Regions from separate parts of the Sus scrofa genome. Here region 2 is linked to region 1. A link is a contact called in public HiChIP or PLAC-seq data. All regions are on one chromosome and are shown on one strand. Each heading gives the region's core, a stretch centred on a gene start, on an enhancer-like site or on the middle of the called end of the contact. The rest is flanking DNA. Distances are from core to core; before and after follow the strand shown.

Region 1 (6,602 bases), core at 1,261-3,760:
TCCAAGTAATGGGTAGGTCCTCTGGCCTCCCCACAACACAATCCATGCCTCTCCCTCATACCACTGTCCTCATCCTCTCCTTCCCATTCTCTTTGTTCATCTTATTGGACTTCTGTTAAACTGCCCATATGGCATGCACCGACTTCATCTCCAATTTCTCTCCAACTTGCCTCCTGAGCTGATCAAGACAATCTACTTGTGGTAACTTGAAAGTGACTTACAAGTACTTTTGTTCACACTTGACTATCAGCACCATCCTCCTCACTTTCTCTCTGCTAACTCCCAAGATACTCTCAAGTCCCTTCATAATGTATTGGGAAGTATGTAATTATATGTAATTTTGTTTTCAGTTTATGACTGGCCTCACTTCTTTTGTATTTGTCTTACAGTATCTATCACAGTATTTCCTAAGGGTATATAACACAGCCACCTACGGAGCTTCCTGAAAACACAAAGGCCTTGACTCGACCCCCAAAAGAGCTCCTCAGTAAGTCTGGGGAGGGAACTGGATATCTTTATTTCAAAAAAGCCTCACTGGTGATTCTGATGCACATCTCAACCTGAGAACCACTGATTTATTAAAATGCCCCCTATATAGCAAACATGCAACTCTTATTAACTCATGCGTTAAAGCTCATAAATAACTTTTCTCTAAATGGCCTAACCAGATAGCAACCCCTAGACAACACTAGCTCTGTTCCAAGTGAAACATGTGGTTTTAAGATTTCATTTCCTGAAAGACTCCTTGGAGGGACACTATTACCTTGTCTCTTTACATTGTTTCCTATTTGTTGAAAAATGGAGGCCTGGAATGCAGCCATGTTAGACAACACTACATAGGAATGTACTCTGGAGTCTTCGATTAAAACTAGTTATAAAAAGAACAAGAACACTGTAGAACTAGACATTTTGAATGAATACAATATTCTTCCTGAATATCAGAGTCTTGCTAAATCTACACAGAAGGCAGCACGGGAATTTGGTCAGTAGCATCTTCCTAGTCCTGAACAGTGGAGGAGAGCCCTAGAAGACTGGGGAAGACTTTCACGTTTAAATGCCTCCAAAGCATTAAAGTGCTCTCATCAGGTAAGTAACTCAAGCCCCACCCAGACCCACGGTTGCCTCCCAGCCTCCTAACTACCCTGACAGGCACTCCACAAAGCTCAGTGGGGGAGCAGTATGAACTTTTTCCAAAGTTGTTCCTCACAGGCAGCAGCTGTCTGAGTCACCCACCCAGGGTGGGAAAGAAAAGTGTGATATTAGCCATCGGAGTGTTAGGAGACTGGTCACACAGCACCTCTTCTTCCATTTCAGAAGTGGGCTCCGCCTCCTCCAGGAATCACCTCAGTTATTAGTCACAGCTGCGGGCTACAGGGGTCTTGCAGGGCCACTTAGCCACCTAGGAAAGTTGTGGATCTGGGAGGAGACGCCCCGGCCTTTTCTCCGGCAGGGGCCGCAGATCCCAGATTCCAAAGGCCTCTCCCAGCAGCTCCATCTTGCTTCCTGTCAGGAGGAGGGGCCGACAAGAAGGGCCCCCGATCTGGAAAGGCTCCCGTGGGAGGACGCCGTTTGACAGCAGGTAAAACCAGGTGGAAATCTCCACGGGAGCGGGAGGGGACGGGGAATGAAAGGCAGCAGGGTTAAGCGAAAGGGGGAAAGGGTTATGAATTTCTGCATAAAGACATAACCCGGCGTTTGTGAGGGCCAGAGGTGTGAGCAGAAGTAGAATGCCCAGGGAGGGAGGAGACGGAGACGAGTGGCCAGTAAGACAAGTGGACAAAAGCGCCGGACGCGGGGAGCTCTGGGGAGGGGTGGTGGGTGAGGCAGGTTTTAAGGCGAGGGGCAAGTATCAGGAAGGAGAACAACGTGGCTCTAATAATCTCTGGAAGGAAAGGCAGAGAATCGGTGGAGAAGCCCGCCAGCCCAGAGGCTCGGGAGGCCTAAAAAGGAGCTGTGAGCAAGAGTGTCAACCGGTGGGGCGACAGACTACTGAGAGAAAGGGGCTATCAGACTCCTAACACCTATCATTTATTGAGCGCTTACTATAGATCATAACACCGCGCTAGGCACTTTACAAAAACCTCGCGGAATCTTCACAACAAACCCGCAAGGCAGGCATTATTACGACTGCCCCCATTTCATAGATGACAAAACTGAAGCTCAGAGAGACTCGGGGTCTTGCTCAAGGTCACAGCGCGGGGGAGTCAGGATTCAAACCGGAGGCGGTCTGGCTCCAGAGCCCACGCGCAAAGCCGCAGGCAGCACAGGGGAGCCGCGAGGCGGGCCGGGACCCCTGGGACGTCTCCCGCCCCCGTTCCCCATCCCAGGCCTGGCGCGCTCACCCGGACGAGGTTGCTGACCGCCGCCTGCACGGCGGCCACAGGCGCGGTGAGGTCAGGGATGGCTTTGCCGTCCACCTCGCCTTCCTCGTGCATGATCACCAGGTGCGAGATCTGCTGCGCCACCGGCTCCAGGATGCTCTCGATCGTGCGCGTATGAAACACCGGCATCGCGGCGGCTAGCGGGGCGGCGAACCGCGGGCTACAGAGAACTGAGAACGGCAGAGAGGGGAACCCGCGAAGAGAGGGACTCCGAGCAGCGACTACGGAGTCCGGGCTTCCCTCGGCGTAACCAGCCTCGCGGGCGCCCCACCCCCTCGCGTCGCCGCGCCCAATGGCAGCGCCGTTCAGATCGGAGCCACCATTCCTATTGGTCCTGCTTAGATATGCCCCGCCCCCACAACCGCGCCGCCAAGACCCCGCCCCGCCCCCATTCCCAAGGGAGGGGCCTGGGATTGGGGCTGCGCCTAAGGGATTGCGACCGGATTCCCGAGCCCTAACGCCGGGCGCTCCTTATAAGGGCATGGTGGGAACGGAACGTGAGGCTGGAGTCGGGGCCCCGCCCCCCGGGGCGGCCTCCCGCCTCGTCTCTGCGGAGCGCCGCCCCTCTGCAGAATCACCTCAGCTGGGCGGGTTCTCCTTACCTCCCGCGGCGCTGGAATCTGACAAGACTGGTGAGCTATAGTTCTCCCTGCCTGCTGCCCAACTTTTCCCTTGAAACGATGCCCTGAAAATACTCTTTCCATTTCCTCTCTGTAATATAGTCAAAAAACAGAAGTGCATAGAGAAACAGGAGCATCCCATTCATTCACACACACTCCACCCTCTGTGTCCTCAGAATACTCACTGTTAACAGTTTGGTGCGCAAGCTTCGAGACCTTTGTCTGCTCACTTTGTTGTGCACGTATATTTTTTTCTAAGTAAGTAAGATTAAACATTTTCCTGGAACTTGATATTTTTCCCCCTTGGAATACCCTGATCATCTCACTGTTGGTAAATGTAGGTCTAGGTCTACCTCATTCTTTTTAATGACTGCATGGTATTCCATTGTATGGAATTGAATAATTTCCTAGTAATGGACATTTAAGTTGGATTCTGTTTTTTGCTATTAAAAGACAATTCTGGGAATTCCCCTGTGGCTCAACAGGTTAAAGACCCACCGTTGTTACTGCTATGGCTCTGGTAACAGCTCTGGCCCAGGTTGATCCCTGACCTAGGAAGTTCCACATGCCACAGCAGGGCCAAAACAACAACAACAACAATTCTGCTTGAACATCACAGTACTTGCCTATGTATTGTGTGTATGTATATTTATCTAGGACTAAAAATGAGTAAAAATGCAGAAATGTACATTTTACATTTTGATAAGACCAAATTGCCTAATCCTCTCAGTGTGCTTTGTAGAAGACATCTTTTAAATGTCTTCCTCACCTCAAAATTTCTTTTGCCTAAGCTTCTCCATTCTAAGACAAAACACTTTCACTAATACCTCCAAGCAGAAGATGTGCAAGTCAAATGAACGTATTTCTCAAGGGCCTATGTTTTACAAGAGACTAAACTGTGTCTTGCCCTGTGCAACTTTAGCAGTTATTTTTGTTGTTGTTGTTTTGGTTGTTTTGTTTTGTTTTCTCAGTTAATATACATCCTTGGTTCTGCTGTGTGAGTTACCAAATCCTGCACTTTTCCTTCTAATACCTCCACTTTTTCTTTATTGCTTTCAATGTCCTCATAGACAATGGATTGCTTTCTCTCTCTATCTTAATTTAACATTTAGTTGTTATTTTCTAAGTTCTAGGAAACTTAGAATTTGGCATTTTGTAATTTCTAAGATTGCATATAGAACCACCAACTCGATTTGCGGAACCAGTGCAAAGTAAAAATGTAGATCTAAAAGGAGGAAAAAGTGTTGTTAAAGATACTAAAATGCAAAGCTTGTTCCTTTCTTTGGTGGTATCTCTCTCAACCAGTCACGGTATTTTTTATTTGCTATTTAGTGTCACACTCCCTGGGGAGCAGATACCTTTGGGATGAATACAGATCCCCCCACAGGAACCTAAAGAACCCTCTTGTCTACTGTTGGACTGACATGCAATTCCCAGTGATGGACAGTGACCCAAGTCAGGCATCTCCCCTTCCCACAGGCCTACCTCCTCAATCCACAGCAAATGGGTGACCTCCAAAGGTATTGCAACCTCCAGCCTTGAGACTCTCTCAACAATTGGATGAAGAAAGACAGGAGGCTCACCTCCACTGAGTTGAGCACAATAAATGCATGGCATTGATAGCTTAGGTTGAGAATGGCCACCTCCATGCCTCACCCTTAGACACCTTGTGGCATACACAGAACCTTGCCCAAGGCAGAGCAAAGGGTAGAAGTGTGGTCCCTGAACAGAGTCAGGGGAGGCTGGGCGGGGTCAGGGGGCCAGAGGTTGGGAGAGAGCAAGCAGCTAAAAACCCATCCAAGTGAAGTAGTGGGAGGAAGGACCATACAGAATCTGAGGCCCCAAGCCCCCAATGCATGTTCCAACTGTCCTATTGGACTTCTCTTCTAAAATACAAACTCAAAGATAAAATTATTAAGAATCAAGGTGGCGGAGTTCCCATCGTGGCTCAGTGGTTAATAAACCTGACTAGTATCCATGAGAACACAGGTTCAATCCCTGGCCTCGCTCAGTGGGTTAAGGATCCAGCATTGCCGTGAGCCGTGGTGTAAGTCACAGATGCTGCTCAGATCCCATGTTGCTGTGGCATAGGCTGGCAGCTGTAGCTCCAATTTGACCCCTAGCCTGGGAACTGCCATATGCCATGGGTGCAGCACTGAAAAAAAAAAAAAAAAGAATCAAGATGATGACTGCAGAGTATCTGATCCCAAATGTGAAGTTCTCAGCATGTGGCCCTGTAGCTACACTGACTGCACACCCATGAACCTGGTTCCAGTTACATAGCTGGTAACCTATGTCTGGCCATGACTAAATTAATTACTAAACAGCTCCCTAGGAATTCCCATTCCTAATGGAGCCTTTTATCAAACTAATAAAATTATTGTCTAGACTTACCATGGCTACCAAAGCTGTTTTCTCTGCTCATTAGTTCACATTAGTAATAGTAATATTTGAGTAATGGAAGTATATATGATTTGTTTTCTATAATCCTCATAGAGTTTCTGCCTCCACTTTGCTAATTATATACTTGCATGCAGTTTAACATGTTCTCTGTCCTTTGAATTTCCTGTAAATTGGCAGCAACAATCAGAGGCTTGATCATCCACTCGTCTTTTAACTGTATTGTTTCATCCCTGCCTCCAGTCTTGTGATCCAGACTCCTCTGGACTGGCCATATTAACCTCCCCCAAACACCACATTGCACATCCAGTCCATGTGTTCGCCTCCATCCACATTGACATCCACTTCTGTCTCCTTCCTCCCCCACATTCACACGCACCCACTAAAATCTTCCCCACCACCTGTTAACATATGTTAATATCAATGCCTCCAAAGGCGAGGCTCAGACCAACCTTACTGCCTTCTGCTTCCCCGCCCAGACCCACAGTCACGTGGATTAAACACCACAAAGAGCACAAACTCTCCATGTGAAGTCATCCAGAGCTCAAGCCATGATCCCATCTTTACAATTAGATTGGGATGGAATCCTGGCAAGTGGCTTTTCTTCTCTCTGGATTTCTTTCTTCATAAAAGTGAAATAATGCCACCCTCATAAAGCTGATATGAGGGTTGGTGAATGAATTTGTGTAATGTACCCAGGAGACCTCAGTAAAAGAAAGCTCTTATTATTGGAATAGTCACAAATATATACCAATCTCCAAAAATCTGTGGTGGACTTTCACTTTTGAGCTTCTGCCTGCCAAGAAATATCTCCGCTTATCTATGTCTTATCAACTATAGTAGGTAAAATTCTAATATGTCCCCCTAGATTTCCCACTCCTGGTATAATCCCCAAGACTATGACTATAGTGGATTTTATGTCCATGATTATGGAACAGTTGATTTCAAGATAGGGAGATTTTCCAGGCAAGCTTCACTTAACCACATTAGCCTCTTTAAAGCAGAGAATTTTCTTCAGCAGGTCACAAAAGAGGAAGTTAAAAATTAGAAGCACAAGGGTTTGACAAGATGTTGCTGGATTAAAGATGCAAGAGGCCACATGTCAAGGAATGCAGGCAGCCTCTAGGAGCTGAGCATGGCCCTGGCTGACAGACAGCAGGGAAACATGAACCTCATTCCTACAGCCAAAAGGAACTGAATT
Region 2 (6,602 bases), core at 2,803-5,302, 140 kb before region 1:
AAAAAAAAAGAAAGTAAAATGGTTGGGAATCAATAATTTGAGAAAAGCTCAACATTTGCTGATTGGAGAACTGCAGTTTTTCCTTTTTAATAGAGATTAAAATTCATGACCCAGAAAAATGCATAACTGCTGACTCAGAGAGAGTTAAGAAGTGGGCTCTTCAAATTCAACCATTTCTAACACCGTTACAGCTTACAAATATTTGCTGTGATAAATAACTAGAGCTATGATTAACGATGATTAGATAGAACTTGAGACTGGAGGTGGAGAGACTGGTTAGAAAGCCAATATAAAGTCTAAGCAAAATGAAGTCTAAACTTGAGTTGTGGCAGCAGCGAGGGAAAAGAAAAGGAATTTATCAGATGTTGCTGAAGAAGAAAAGATTAACTTTGATAACTACACTACATGCAGAGGGAAAATGAATCGAGTATCTAGATTCCAAACTTTGGAGTAAGAGAAGTTAGTGGTGCCATTAACAGACATAGGGACCACAGAAGGTGTAGACTTAGGATAGTAGATGGATTTAGTTTAATACATATGACTTCGAAGTGTCAGCAACACACTCAGAAGGAGATATGTAGCAGACAGTTAAAATTAGGGTTTGAGAGCTGAAGCACAGAGAAACAGAAAGATGATACATGCGAAGGTGACCAGCTCAAAGCCTGGACCCTACACTCGCTTCAGTCCGACCAAACAAATGTAGTTCCCAAACAGAGGCAGCTCTCTCCCATTTCTACCTCCAAACAAACTTTTCTATAAAGCCAGACACCTGATTTCACACCCAGTTAGCTCTTTGTCATCTTTCAGAATGCTCTGGTATCATTTTCCCAAACCCCATTCATCTTCCACCTGGAGAATGATACCTGGGTCTTAGGTCTCTCTCCATATGTACCTAATTTTTAGCACCATGCCTAGAATAGAAGGCTTGAAAGACTGACTGAAAAAACACAGTCCCCTTAAAAATGACTGCTAAAGAAATGAACTTGGACAATATTTTTCAAAGGAGAGAAAAGAAAATTAAGTGGATCTAAATATAGGTAGTTGTCATGGAACATCTTCATCTAGGGAGCATTTACCAAAAAATGTTTCTCTCAACTTCTTTTAACCCTAAATACCTCATCTGTAACACAAGGATAATTACTCATACTTCACAGGTTGCTGGAAGGATTAAATGAGATAGTATATATAAAGCTCCTAGTATAATGCCTGGCACTCAATGTCCTCTTCTGTTCTGTAACTCAGTAAGAAGAAAACATGATAGAGCCAGCTTATTCTTTGCAACTTCAGTAACTGCTGCACACTGAAAAACTAGGATGCAAGTTCAATCTCTGGCCTTGCTCAGTGGGTTAAGGATCTAACATTGATTTGAGCTGTAATATAGATCACAGATGCGGCTCATGTTCGGCATTGCTGTAGCTGTGGTATAGGCCAGCAGCTACAGCTCTGATTCAACCCCTAGCCTGGGACCCTCCATATGCAGAGGGTGTGACCCTAAAAAGACCAAAAAAAAAAAGGATATTTGAGAAAGAGAGGCTAGACTTGTCAGCTGCTCACCCTAGAACCAAAATTTTTTTTTTCAATCTCACACTATTGTCAATTTTGTCTAGATAATTCTTTGTTGTAGGGGGCTTCCTGTGCATAGTACAATGTTTAGCATCATTCCTAAATCCCACCTACCTGGTGCCATTAGCACTCTCCACCAAGTATGTCTACAGCCATCGCCAAAATGTTCCCTGGGGGACAATATTTCCCCTGGTTGAGAACTACCCTAGAGTTCACTAGGGCTTTTGGATAAATTGCATAAAGTTGATAAATTTAGTATGGTAATTAAATTCTAAGTACAGACTTAGAATCAGACTGTTTTTAAATCCTAACCCCATCATTTACTAGATAGGTGACCCAGATCAAGTTACTTAACCTCTCTATACCTGTTTTCTCCTTGATAAAATGGATATAATTATAGTGTCTTCCTTGTAGGGTTGCTGTGGGATTGAATGAGTTAAAGTAGGTAACATGCTGACAGAATACATATTAAACATTATTATTTATCATTATTTTAAGCATGCATAAGCAGAGAAAAGCACACAATAAAGTCAAATAACAATGAATTTGCACCCAGCTGCTCTGGGTTCATACTTCATTTCCTCAACTGTTTCACTCAGGCTTCCATTTTCTCATTTGTAAAATAGGAAAGCACTTTGAAAATGGATTAGCATGAACAGAAAATCTGAGGGCTGTATGTAGGATAACAGAAAAGTTGCAGCTGTCTTCCAATTTGAAAGAGGAAAATTTGTAAAGGAGGTGCTTTTTAAGGAAATTCTCTAATAAATGATCAAAGGAGGGAAGCACATGCCTTTAACCCAGGGAGGTCTGATTCAAAAGCCTTTGCTTTAGTCTATAGTTTGAAATCCTAAAACAAAAATAGAACATCCTGAGGAATCCAAAAAAAAAAAAAGTTTATTTTCTTTGTGTAAGGTAGGCACACTAAACCTTTGCCCTTTTGAGGGTAATATGAAATATATTAAAAGGCGAAAGATTTATACGATCTGAAGAGAAACCAGAGTATTAATATGAAATATATTAAAGGCACTGGCAGGGATTTGGTCACTAACCATTCAAACAGCATGAACACACCACCAGATCCCTTAGTGACCTTTCATTTTCAATTATGATTCACTCTTTCAGAGGTGAAGGGTAATGTTGGAAGAAGTGAGCTTTGTCTTGTACAATTAGGAGTGTCTCAAGAGTTCTAAATCAGTTTGATATGTCTAGTTTAAGACACAAAATTTATTGCCTTCCAAGGAGCATTTCAAAATCAGCAAAGAATATATATACTACACCTCATGTTTATTAGGGGATACTATATTAACCAATAAGCAAAAGCTGAAACATCAAATCACCTGTAAAGCAAAAATTAGGTGGAGAACTATCTCCACTACTGCCAAAAAATGCAAAGAAAGTAAGAAAAATCAACTTTTCCTAACCATTCAGGCAAATTCCATCCCCGCAAAGCCTCGGAGGTGGGGTCCCGGTCCCTGGAAAAGGGTCTGCAAAGGTACCAGACTTCAGTAGCGAATATACCAAAAATAAGGTGAAGACGTCTTTCCGCGAAAATTCCCCTAAATTCTGTTTTTCTCCCGGGGTAGTGCAGTCGCTACGCATTTTCCTCGTTATCCCCAGGAAAAAGGAGGTAGCCGCAGGTGACGCGGCTCAGGTCGGGTCTGGTCCTCCTAGGTCACATCTGCCCTGTGCGGACCGGCTCCCACGTGGCGCCCACAGCCTTCCACCGCCAGCTCCGAGCGCCCCGCCAGCGCTGTGATTGGCCAAGGGCGAGCAGGCGGAGACTGAACTAAACTGGGCAGGCGCCGGGCAAAGGGTCGCAGCCCAGCGGATACGAGCGCTGGCCTCAGGCGGGCGGTGAGGATAGCACCCAGCGCCGAAGCCGCGCAACCCCACGTGGGCCAAGGTTAGCGGCAGGCGCCGTTGCCCTCCACCCTACGTCAGGTAGTGCTCACCTCAGCGTTCGCAGCGCCTCCACCTTCAGCTTTTTGGGCTTTGGCTCTTCTTCAACCGCTGCCATCTTCACGCTCCCACCTCACTTAAGCACCAGCGCACGCCCCACCCCTTCGGCTCCTTGGCCACGCCCCCTCCTCCCATCACCGCCTCCTTTCCTCTAGACCCCGCCCCTCTCTCCTCCCCCTAGTCCCCGCCTCTCCCGACCACAGCCATTGGCTTTACTTCTGGGCCTCACCCATTGGATAATGCACAGCCCCTCCGGACCCCGCCAGTCCGACTGTAGGGGCACCCCTAACTGGTTTAGACTGCGGATGAGCGCCTGAGTCCAGAAGATGCGAAACTCCCTATTTTTCTAGATTCTGTGTGATCTAGAAGATTATATCCTAAACTTCAAAAGACATATTTCTCATTCAGCGTCTTCCCGCTCGTTTAATCTTTCCAATACTGTTGGTTTCTTTGAGGCTGTTAGTCAGGCAATCTACCAGGCACCTCAACTGCAGGGGTCCTCACGACCTTCTCAGCTTCCTCAGCCTCGCTCTGGAGAGGACCCCGCATCTAATCACTGGCTGGCCCTGGTGTCGGGGTGAGTGTGAGGGGCTGGGAGTGTGCGGATAGGGGACAGCTCGAAATCTGGGGGGTTGACGGAATAGCCAAGGCTCTGAACTCCAGGCTGGGCTACGGAAGCGTCTCCAGTGCTGTTTACCGGGGCCGTGCCTCCCACTAGGCCTTCCGGTCTTTCTTGTCAGCTGGGCCGGAAGGGAGCGGTGTACTTGCCAGTGTTTCTAGGCCCTAGGCCCAAGAGGTTCTGGCTTTTTGGGTCCCTCGCCGTTCTCTGCCACGGGAAAACGGTCTTGTAACGCACAGTGAGCTGGAATACCGGTGACTCTGATCTCAGCCTCAGGTTTCTACTGTGGAGGACAAAATCCTTAACTGACCTAAGCGGACGTCCTGTTAGAGCGTGTCGCCCAGGATGGGCCTGGGGTGGGGAATAGGGTGAGGAGAGTGTTGCATTTTTTCAGAAGTGAGTTGATGGGAATCAAAACTGAGGAGGTGACAGCGAGTATGGAAAAGTGATGAATGATATGGTTTGGTGGATTTGTATTGAACCCGAAGCCAACGCTTCATCAGAAAGGTGGTACCTTCATAAAGTTAGGAGTCCTTACATGAAAAGGAAGAATCTTGTGGAGTTTGGGATATATCGAGTTTGAAACAGTGGTTTAGGTGGAGGTAATAGAAAGATTAAAAAGAAAAAAAAAAAAAAAAAAAAACTTACAAGTACATCTGAAAGAAGCTTTCGAGGTGAAAACAAAAACAGATGAAATTTCACATAATTTGGTAAGAAGTATTTGTCTTGTTTTGGGCAAATTTATTAGGGACATGAAATACTGCAAGGATCAAAGGACAAAGTTGAAGTCTGAGAATAGGTCGTTGGATTTAATGATTAGGAAGTCATTGGGTTATTTGAGAAAACTGCTTTAAAGCATCATTTACTGAGAGGAGAGACTGCACGTGCAGACTAGTGCTTCTTCTTTTGTTTTTTTGGGTTTTTTTTTTTTTTTTTTTTTTGGTTTTGTTTTGTTTGTTTTTTTTTGTCTTTTTGCCATTTCTTGAGCCGCTTCCGCGGCGTATGTAGTTTCCCAGGCTAGGGGTCGAATCGGAGCTGTAGCCGCCGGCCTACGCCATAGCCACAGCAACGCGGGATCCGAGCCGCATCTGCGACCTACACCACAGCTCACGGCAACGCTGGATCGTTAACCCACTGAGTAAGGGCAGGGATCGAACCCGCAACCTCATGGTTCCTAGTCTAATTCGTTAACCACTGCGCCACGACAGGAACTCCCTGCTTCTTCTTTTGGACCATGAAGCAAAAGATTGTTGAGGTGGCAAGGTCCCTAAAAGATTTGGGGTTTGTTTGTTTCAAAGAATATCAGACACTTTATGTTTGGGAGCAGAAAGCAGGTAACTAATGTATAAGATTAAAGATCCAGGGAAAAGGAGTTAAGACTTGGGAAGAGAGAAAAGGAAATGGGATCAGAATTACAAGTGGAAAAATTAGTGTTGGAAACAACAGAGCACACTTTGACTTGAGACCATAGAAAAAGAGGAATTCGATGAATGAAAAATCATCTGAAACTTAACATACCTTTGGTGGGAAAGCTCTCTTGGCAATAAAGGTAGCCTTTCTTACCGAATCTTGGGATTTCTACATTGTTTCTCAACAGTAAACATAATAGATTATTGGAGTTCCCTGCAAACTAGATATTTTTAAGTAGCTTAATAATTATTAGTGAGTAGCAGATGGTATTTGTAGAGAAGAGGAATTCTCTCTTTCTATAGATGACTCTCTCTCCTATTCCACAGAGAAAATAGAAGCCATCATCTTTCTGCAGCCAAATACACAAACCTGCTTTCCTTCTGTTTAAAGAGGGAAAAGTATTCCTTTTCCTTAAGGAAGGCAGATCTTTTCACTTAAGTTCCCCAGTGTCATCCTCTCCCACATCCTCAGGGTCTTCTTTTGTTTATAGTTATTCCCTCACTCTTATATCATCAGCCTTTCCCTTCTCACATTTTTCCTTCAGCTTTTAAAAATAGTCTTCCTTAACTTTATAAACCACTCCAGTTTATTTTCCTGTCTTTTTATCTCCTTCACAGCCAGAGTTCTTGACTGTATCATCTACTCGCCTTATCTCTCTTTTTCCCACTTCTTGCTATTTATTTTTTGGCCCGCTGCAGTATATTCTTGCTTCCAGCATTCCACTGAACTACTACTGAAACTGCTTTAAGATCACCAATGCCTATGTGTTGAATTGTACATTCTCATCAGGGACAAAATTTGCTTCTTGTAAGGAAAAAAAATTATGCTTTTTATGTATAAAACCAATATTTACAGTACATAAAGAGATAAACATTGTGTGATATTAAAATTTTATGAATGAGAGGTGTTAATGAAGGGGGGTTTGACAAGGCCCATTAAGAGACAGTAATGTAAAGAAAGTTGAAAACCACTGTAAAAAATGGATATTTTCAGTTCATCTTCCTTTTTATTTATTTATTTATTTATTTTTGCCTCTCCCATGGTATAAGGA

Evidence for each region. HiChIP or PLAC-seq counts read pairs in DNA pulled down with a chosen protein or histone mark.
Region 2: an H3K27ac HiChIP or PLAC-seq map of alveolar macrophages shows a contact between it and region 1. The contact joins the promoter of AP3M1 here to the promoter of VCL in region 1. A contact is called at or near these places in 1 of 5 promoter capture datasets (fetal liver) and 2 of 2 datasets of contacts at active chromatin or transcription factors (alveolar macrophages and skeletal muscle).

The regions. Positions count from the first base shown.
Region 1 is chr14:76,696,195-76,702,796 of Sscrofa11.1, reverse strand. It overlaps VCL (vinculin), which reads right to left and starts at 2,510. Exons shown (of 21, transcript NM_213934.1): 1 at 2,343-2,510. The coding sequence starts at 2,510. It overlaps LOC102160869 (atherin-like), which reads left to right and starts at 2,650. Exons shown (of 3, transcript XM_013983354.2): 1 at 2,650-3,013. The coding sequence starts at 2,674.
Region 2 is chr14:76,833,124-76,839,725 of Sscrofa11.1, reverse strand. AP3M1 (adaptor related protein complex 3 mu 1 subunit) reads left to right here and starts at 4,052. Exons shown (of 9, transcript NM_001243516.1): 1 at 4,052-4,099. ADK (adenosine kinase) reads right to left here and starts at 3,654. Exons shown (of 11, transcript XM_003359240.4): 1 at 3,516-3,654. The coding sequence starts at 3,580.